Linked DNA regions of Zea mays: region 2 is linked to region 1. The links are chromatin contacts, called in public Hi-C maps. All regions are on one chromosome and are shown on one strand. Each heading gives the region's core, a stretch centred on a gene start, on an enhancer-like site or on the middle of the called end of the contact. The rest is flanking DNA. Distances are from core to core; before and after follow the strand shown. Region 1 holds the start of LOC100191860 (Uridine kinase-like protein 2 chloroplastic). Region 2 holds the start of LOC100272465 (60S ribosomal protein L17).

Evidence for each region. A called contact is a pair of places that touch in the nucleus more often than the background predicts.
Region 2: a Hi-C map of tassel shows a contact between it and region 1, with 3 times the contacts expected there. The contact joins the promoter of LOC100272465 here to the promoter of LOC100191860 in region 1. A contact is called at or near these places in 2 of 25 Hi-C or Micro-C datasets (leaf and tassel).

What each region holds. Positions count from the first base shown.
Region 1 is chr1:197,937,719-197,940,726 of Zm-B73-REFERENCE-NAM-5.0, reverse strand. It overlaps LOC100191860 (Uridine kinase-like protein 2 chloroplastic), which reads right to left and starts at 1,586. Exons shown (of 14, transcript NM_001137284.2): 1 at 1,314-1,586; 2 at 1,096-1,187. The coding sequence starts at 1,500.
Region 2 is chr1:198,132,300-198,135,307 of Zm-B73-REFERENCE-NAM-5.0, reverse strand. LOC100272465 (60S ribosomal protein L17) reads left to right here and starts at 1,412. Exons shown (of 7, transcript NM_001146937.1): 1 at 1,412-1,507; 2 at 1,596-1,632; 3 at 1,728-1,768; 4 at 2,996-3,008. The coding sequence starts at 1,505.

The DNA.
Region 1 (3,008 bases), core at 337-2,836:
ATTCAAGCAAACTGCACAGATAGTTGCATGCTATTTAGGATACACTCAATAGACTCAAGCAATATTTAACAGAAAATAACAAGGCACTTGTCTAGGCACACCACTTTTTGACATATTGCATCAAGTGATGTTCTGCACGGTCACTTCCTATCCCAGTGAGTAGTGACAAAGCACCTCAGTATAACGAAGATTATGGCCATTCCAAAACAAACATTATCGTCCACAAGTTAAAAGCATCTTGTAGGTCGTACACCTTGCTTTATATGTTGCGTACGACTAAAGCAACATATAATCTATCTGAGTCCCAAACCATGACCAATTTTATATAACAGAAGCAACTTATAGCATCGACAGAGTAAACCGTTCCAAGTTCCAACCAAACTAATGTTATGCTCTGAACAATCACCTTTGTAGTGGAAACGCACCTCAACCAAACTAAAGTTAAAAGAAGATTATAAGCTGTGATTGGTTTAGCGGTTTAGCGTCCAATCTTATTTTCAGCAACAAGTAATATATCCAAGGCTATTTCAGGTTATTGAGTAAGAGAAACGCAACATACAATCTAGCCGTGTAATCTACCCAAATCACCAACAAACAATCTAGCCGTGTGATCCAACTAAATCCCAACAAACAACCTAGCCGTGTATAATCTACCCAACCAAGAGCATTCAGTCACCCAACCAAGAGCATTCAGTCCTACATGGAAGTGCATCATTGATAGAATAAACAGTTTCCAAATGTAGAAACCGAACCTGCGTTTGGTCATTCATAAAAAATTTAAACAACTAGAGTTCCCCACATTATCCACACAAACGCATCGATATCGCAGTCGCAGTACAGGACCAAAGCAGAACAAGCTCAGAAGTCAGAACAAACAAACAAACCAACAAAAAAAACCATCCGAGGAGCAGGAGAACCTGTTATCTACAAAGCATCCACAAAACAAACAAACCACTAGAGTTCGCCATACCAAATCACCAATGCATCGATAGCACAGCCGCGGAACAGGTCCAAACTCCAAAGGTAGAGCAAGCTCATCCGAACACACAAAAGCAGAGAAACAGGGCCAAAACCGAGGGGCAGGAGAAGCCACACCTGGTTGACGAGCGCGACGCGGTGGTCGTGAAGCTGCTGAATGATCGCGTCGCACACCGTCGTCTTGCCCGACGCGGTGCCTCCACACACGCCTTCAGAGCCAGCAGCGAACGACACCAGAACTCAAAAACCAGACCAGCGGGAAAAATCCCGAACGAGAGAGGAAGTGGTAAGCCAATCGCCCGCCGGTCTCGGCGACTGCGAGGCAGGGCGCATACCTATGACGAAGGGCTTCCTGGTCCCGTCCTCCGCCTTGGGGAACGCGAGCCCCGGCGCGGCGACGAGCGTGCCGTTGCCGCTGGCGGAGCGGGAGGGGGAGGAGGAAGGGGAGAGGGAGAGGCGGCGCGAGTCGAGACGGAGGCCGCTGAAGTGGGGACCCACCGCGGAGCCCAACGCGTCCTCCATCGTCTCTACGGCGGCGGTTGCCGCCTCGCCGGCCACCTGGGCGATCGACTTGGAGGTTTTGACACGGGGAGGAGGTGGGGCTTTTGGGTGGGGGAGCTAGCCTGGTGGAGGAGGCCGTTGCGTGGAGGCGGTTTATATGAACCGCCGGGTCCAGCGGGGTGGCACTGTCCACGTGGTGCAGCAAGGATGGGTGCAGGGGACGCGCGAGCAGGGGGGGGGGGGAGTTGTAGAGCAGGGGAATATGAAAAGGTACATTCTCGGTTCCTAGCCTTGAAGTTGCTGGTCCATTTTGGTTTCGTCGGACCCTTTTTTGGTTTTTTCTGAGCGCCTATAACTGCTAGCATGCGAGCTTTTTCTGAGATTCGTTTTTTTTCCTTGGCATTCAATGTCGATGCAGATGAAATGCAGGACCGTGGCCATGCACTGCATATCTGCGTACTGTGCAAGGGGATTTGGGGATGTTGACCACTCGCCGCAGGACGGCAGGAGTGCATTTATGTACTAGGAAAAGGGATAGAGTTTTTTTCCCTTTTTTTGAAAAAAAATAGAGTAGGATCGCTTCAGGTACTCTCATCCCATTTGCTGGAGCAAGCGGTGTCCACTGCCCACACGCATCCCTGCGACTGACATGTGGAGCACGCCCTTAAACACGTGACAAAGAGGGGACGACAGATGCGAAAGGACCGGCCAAAATAATGCAGCACCAGATGTATAAGTGATGATGCCTTGACGATTACTACCAGTAGTATAATAATATATACCATTTTTATATTACGTTTTAGAATATTATGGTCTACAGTTTATAGAATTTTGGTCTAGACTATATGAGAAATACTCAGAAATATAGTATAGCTTTGGCTATACTGAGGTATTCAAAACAATGTTTTACAAAGTTTAACCGAACATCTTTTAGAGACATTATAGTATTCTTAAATATTATAGTATTATAAGTGTAAATAGTCATGGCTATTAGTATTTTGGTTCCTCGTTGTTCATACGCGCGCTGGTCAATGGCACAGTATAAAATTATAAATGGTGTTGCTTAGTGGGAAAGGAATCGGATGACGACTTCACGAGGGGGATATAAATAATGACTTGGGTACACTTGGCGCAAGAACGACACATGCTGCTCCAAACCCAGCAACTGCTCTCCATCGTCATCGAGGATAAGATCGAGCTAATAAAAAAACAACCAGCCCAACATTGTGCGATCGTACGCATCAATGTGGAAGGCGCTGCTGTTCTTCGATGTGTTTTTAAAATGTGCACTACTTTATACTGCTGCACGGTAGCACGACTGGATAGTTTACACCTCCTCCCCACATCATGATGGGAGGAGTAGGCGGCCGATCCGGCTTTGGTGTTGATCTGGCATGGCCTCGTGCTCGATCTCAACGCTAATTTAGAGGACCATACGTCTACTCATTGTTTTCTCTAAACGTTAGTCTCATTGACCCAGTAAATAAATCGGACAGATCTGAATATTTTTCTACGTATCCAAAAAAGAT
Region 2 (3,008 bases), core at 163-2,662, 190 kb before region 1:
CGAGCAAGCCACTGTGGAATCTGAGGTTCAACAAGTAGAGATAGCTGAGCAGGAGCTCATTGAAGGCAAGTTGTGCCCTTGATCACTTACTTTCCCAGCCATGTTCTTATTAATTTTAATGATCTGCATAGGTTAATTTTGATGGGATCCTTTATGTTACCCCAGTTTTGATTACCTCTATACCTTGTTCACCCCTGAAATATTTTTGGGTAGTACTTGCTATTGCTTTATGTAGATTGGGTATGGAGATACACTACTCATAATTATCCTGTTATTATCTTGTTATTATTACTGTTCATGTTAAGATCATTAAATTAATGGGAACATGGAGCGACCACCCGGGAAAACAGTGCTACCACAAGGGTTTAATGGGACGCCCTTGGCTGATTAACTAGGAAAGCTAGTGGAGGTCTTCCTTACCCGAAAGGGGCAAGGGCAGTAGGGGAGTGGTCAGTGTAGGGAGGTCCTTGGTTGATTTTGCTGCGATGGCGGTCAGGCAAGAACCCCGCATTGGAGCTTCCTATAAACTGTAGCGGGATTTCTGAAGCTAGTGGAACTTTGTAAATGCCTCGTAGTGTTACCCTGCCTCGCCTCCTCGGTAGAGGTGTATGGGATTGGCCGTCTCTTGGCAGATGGGTAACATAACTTGTGGGTAAAGATGCGCAACCTCTGCAGAGTGTAAAACTAGTATACTAGCCGTGCTCACGGTCATGAGCGGCTCGGACCCTCGCATGATTAATTTATGGAACTTAAATTTAATGTGACATTTGCATCGCATTTGGGATTATTTTACTATTACTTTTCTCTATTATTATTAAGGTTTGATATTTACTTACACCTAGTAATTGCTAATAAAATTTTGACCAACTTATAAAAGCAATGCTCAGCTTCAGCCTCTATCTCATTTAATCAGCCTTACACTTCATGAACTCCCACCTTTGGTGAGTTCATGCCACATTATTCCCCACGACTTGTTGAGCTATGAACGTATGTGAGCTCACTTTTGCTGTCTCACACCCCCCACAGGAGAAGGACAGGTGGTCGAAGAGGAGCCGCCTAACACCGAGGCATTCGACTTGATCTAGGTGGCGTTTCTCAGTCGACATTGGCGCCGACGATCCTTAGTTCGTTTTATATTTATTCTTTTACTTTGTAATAAGTCTTCCGCTATGTAATAAGTACTCTGATGTTTTGTGACATTTATCTCTATACACTCTGTTATTATATATGTTGTCTTCTTGGCGCATGTATGAGATGCACCCGGCTTTGTCCTTTAAAACCCGGTGTGACAGTAGCATACATGGGCTTCTGAGACACTTGGGCCGTGCATATTTCAGCCCGTTCTTTTAGCTAGCCCATCAGCCCATTTAGAGCGCGTTAGCACTAGGGTTTCACCAGCTCTTAAGGCCGCCGCCGCCTCGGTGCCTCCTCGCTTCGAAGTGTTCGTGCGAAGGCGACCCTCCCTCCTTCGCTCCTTCCGCGCCGCCTCCCGGCCGTCGCCGCCATGGTCCGTCCCACCTACCTCCGCCGCCTCCTCCTCCTACTGCCATGCTTAGTTTCGTTTTTCTGACTGACATTTCGATGTTGCGTCGCAGGTGAAGTACTCGCAGGAGCCGGGCAACCCTACCAAGTGTAAGATCTCGCCCCTCTTTGCGTTGCTCCTGCGTTCGAGGTCCTTCCATCATTCTGTGGTGCTAATGGTGGGTTGTTTGGCGTTGTCTGTGCAGCGGCTAAGGCCATGGGCAGGGATCTGAGGGTCCACTTCAAGGTTCGTTGCTTTTCTTCAACATGCTGGGTTTGATTCTTTGTTTCTGTGAGGATTGGTAGATTCCTATTTGTTACTCTGTCCATCTGATGCGATTGTGATGAATTAAGTTCGCGTGTGGACGTTAGTGCAAAGCAGCGCACAATCGTGGTGTCATGCATGAATGAATTGGATTGTCGAACCTAAAGAGTAATTGTTCTGCTGTGTTTTATATGGGCAGTTTTCACGTTAATTCAGGGACATCAACAGTGTGTTATTATTACCTGATGGGCCATTGTTTTGTTTTTCATGACTAAGCGGTGTCTGGGATGGCTGCAGGTTGCAGCTGTAGTTTATAATAACAATTTAAATAGTTTTTTAAAAATATTTTTAATCTAAATAATAAATAAAATGATTTATCTAAATGTCTTCTAAAGGTTTGTAGCTTCAGCTCCACAATTTTATGTAGCACCTAATGACCTGCTCTACCAACTCTACCAAATTTCCTGAAGCCTGTGCTGTCCCAAACAGGGCCTAAGGGTTTGTAGACAATGTGACATTTTTAAACAAGTTTGTTTCTTGAGATGACTGAATGATGTCGATGTTTCATTCAACTTGTCCATGCAGTTCTTTCAATAGATTTTGTATAATGACTTCAAATACTGTATTAACATGCTATTTGCACCCCAAACAAACTTCTTGACTCAGAAATTTCGAATCTATATTAAGTTTTGTGGAACACATGATTAATGATTTTATTGTGAGCTGCGTCATGAGGTATCACAAGTTGCTCATATGACCATGGGACAGAAAAACTGGCAGTTTAGTCAATTTTAAAGCATTGTCCTGAATACTGATATGTTCTCTTCCAGTCTTGCTGTTATCTTTCTTCCTGGCCTATATTTGAAGCAACATATAGTTCCCCCCACAGAAACAAGTGGTAGTGTTCTCTATTTGATCTTGTCACTTTGTTAGTCACAAGTTACACAGGTATACTTTGCAGTGGTCTTTAGAAAAATATACTATGAATAATATTCTAGCTTATTTTCTGTAATTATAGGTAGAACCTTAGGCACATAAGGCTAGCCTATGAACCTGCAATTATACTTTGCATTCTATAAGTTTGAAATCCTTTTTTTGGGCTGTCCCACATTCTGCTTAGGCATACTGTGATTAGTTGATATCAGATGATGTCTCTGAGATTGACATATCTTTCCATTATCTCTTATTAAACTGGTATAACCACTGCAGAACACAAGGGAGA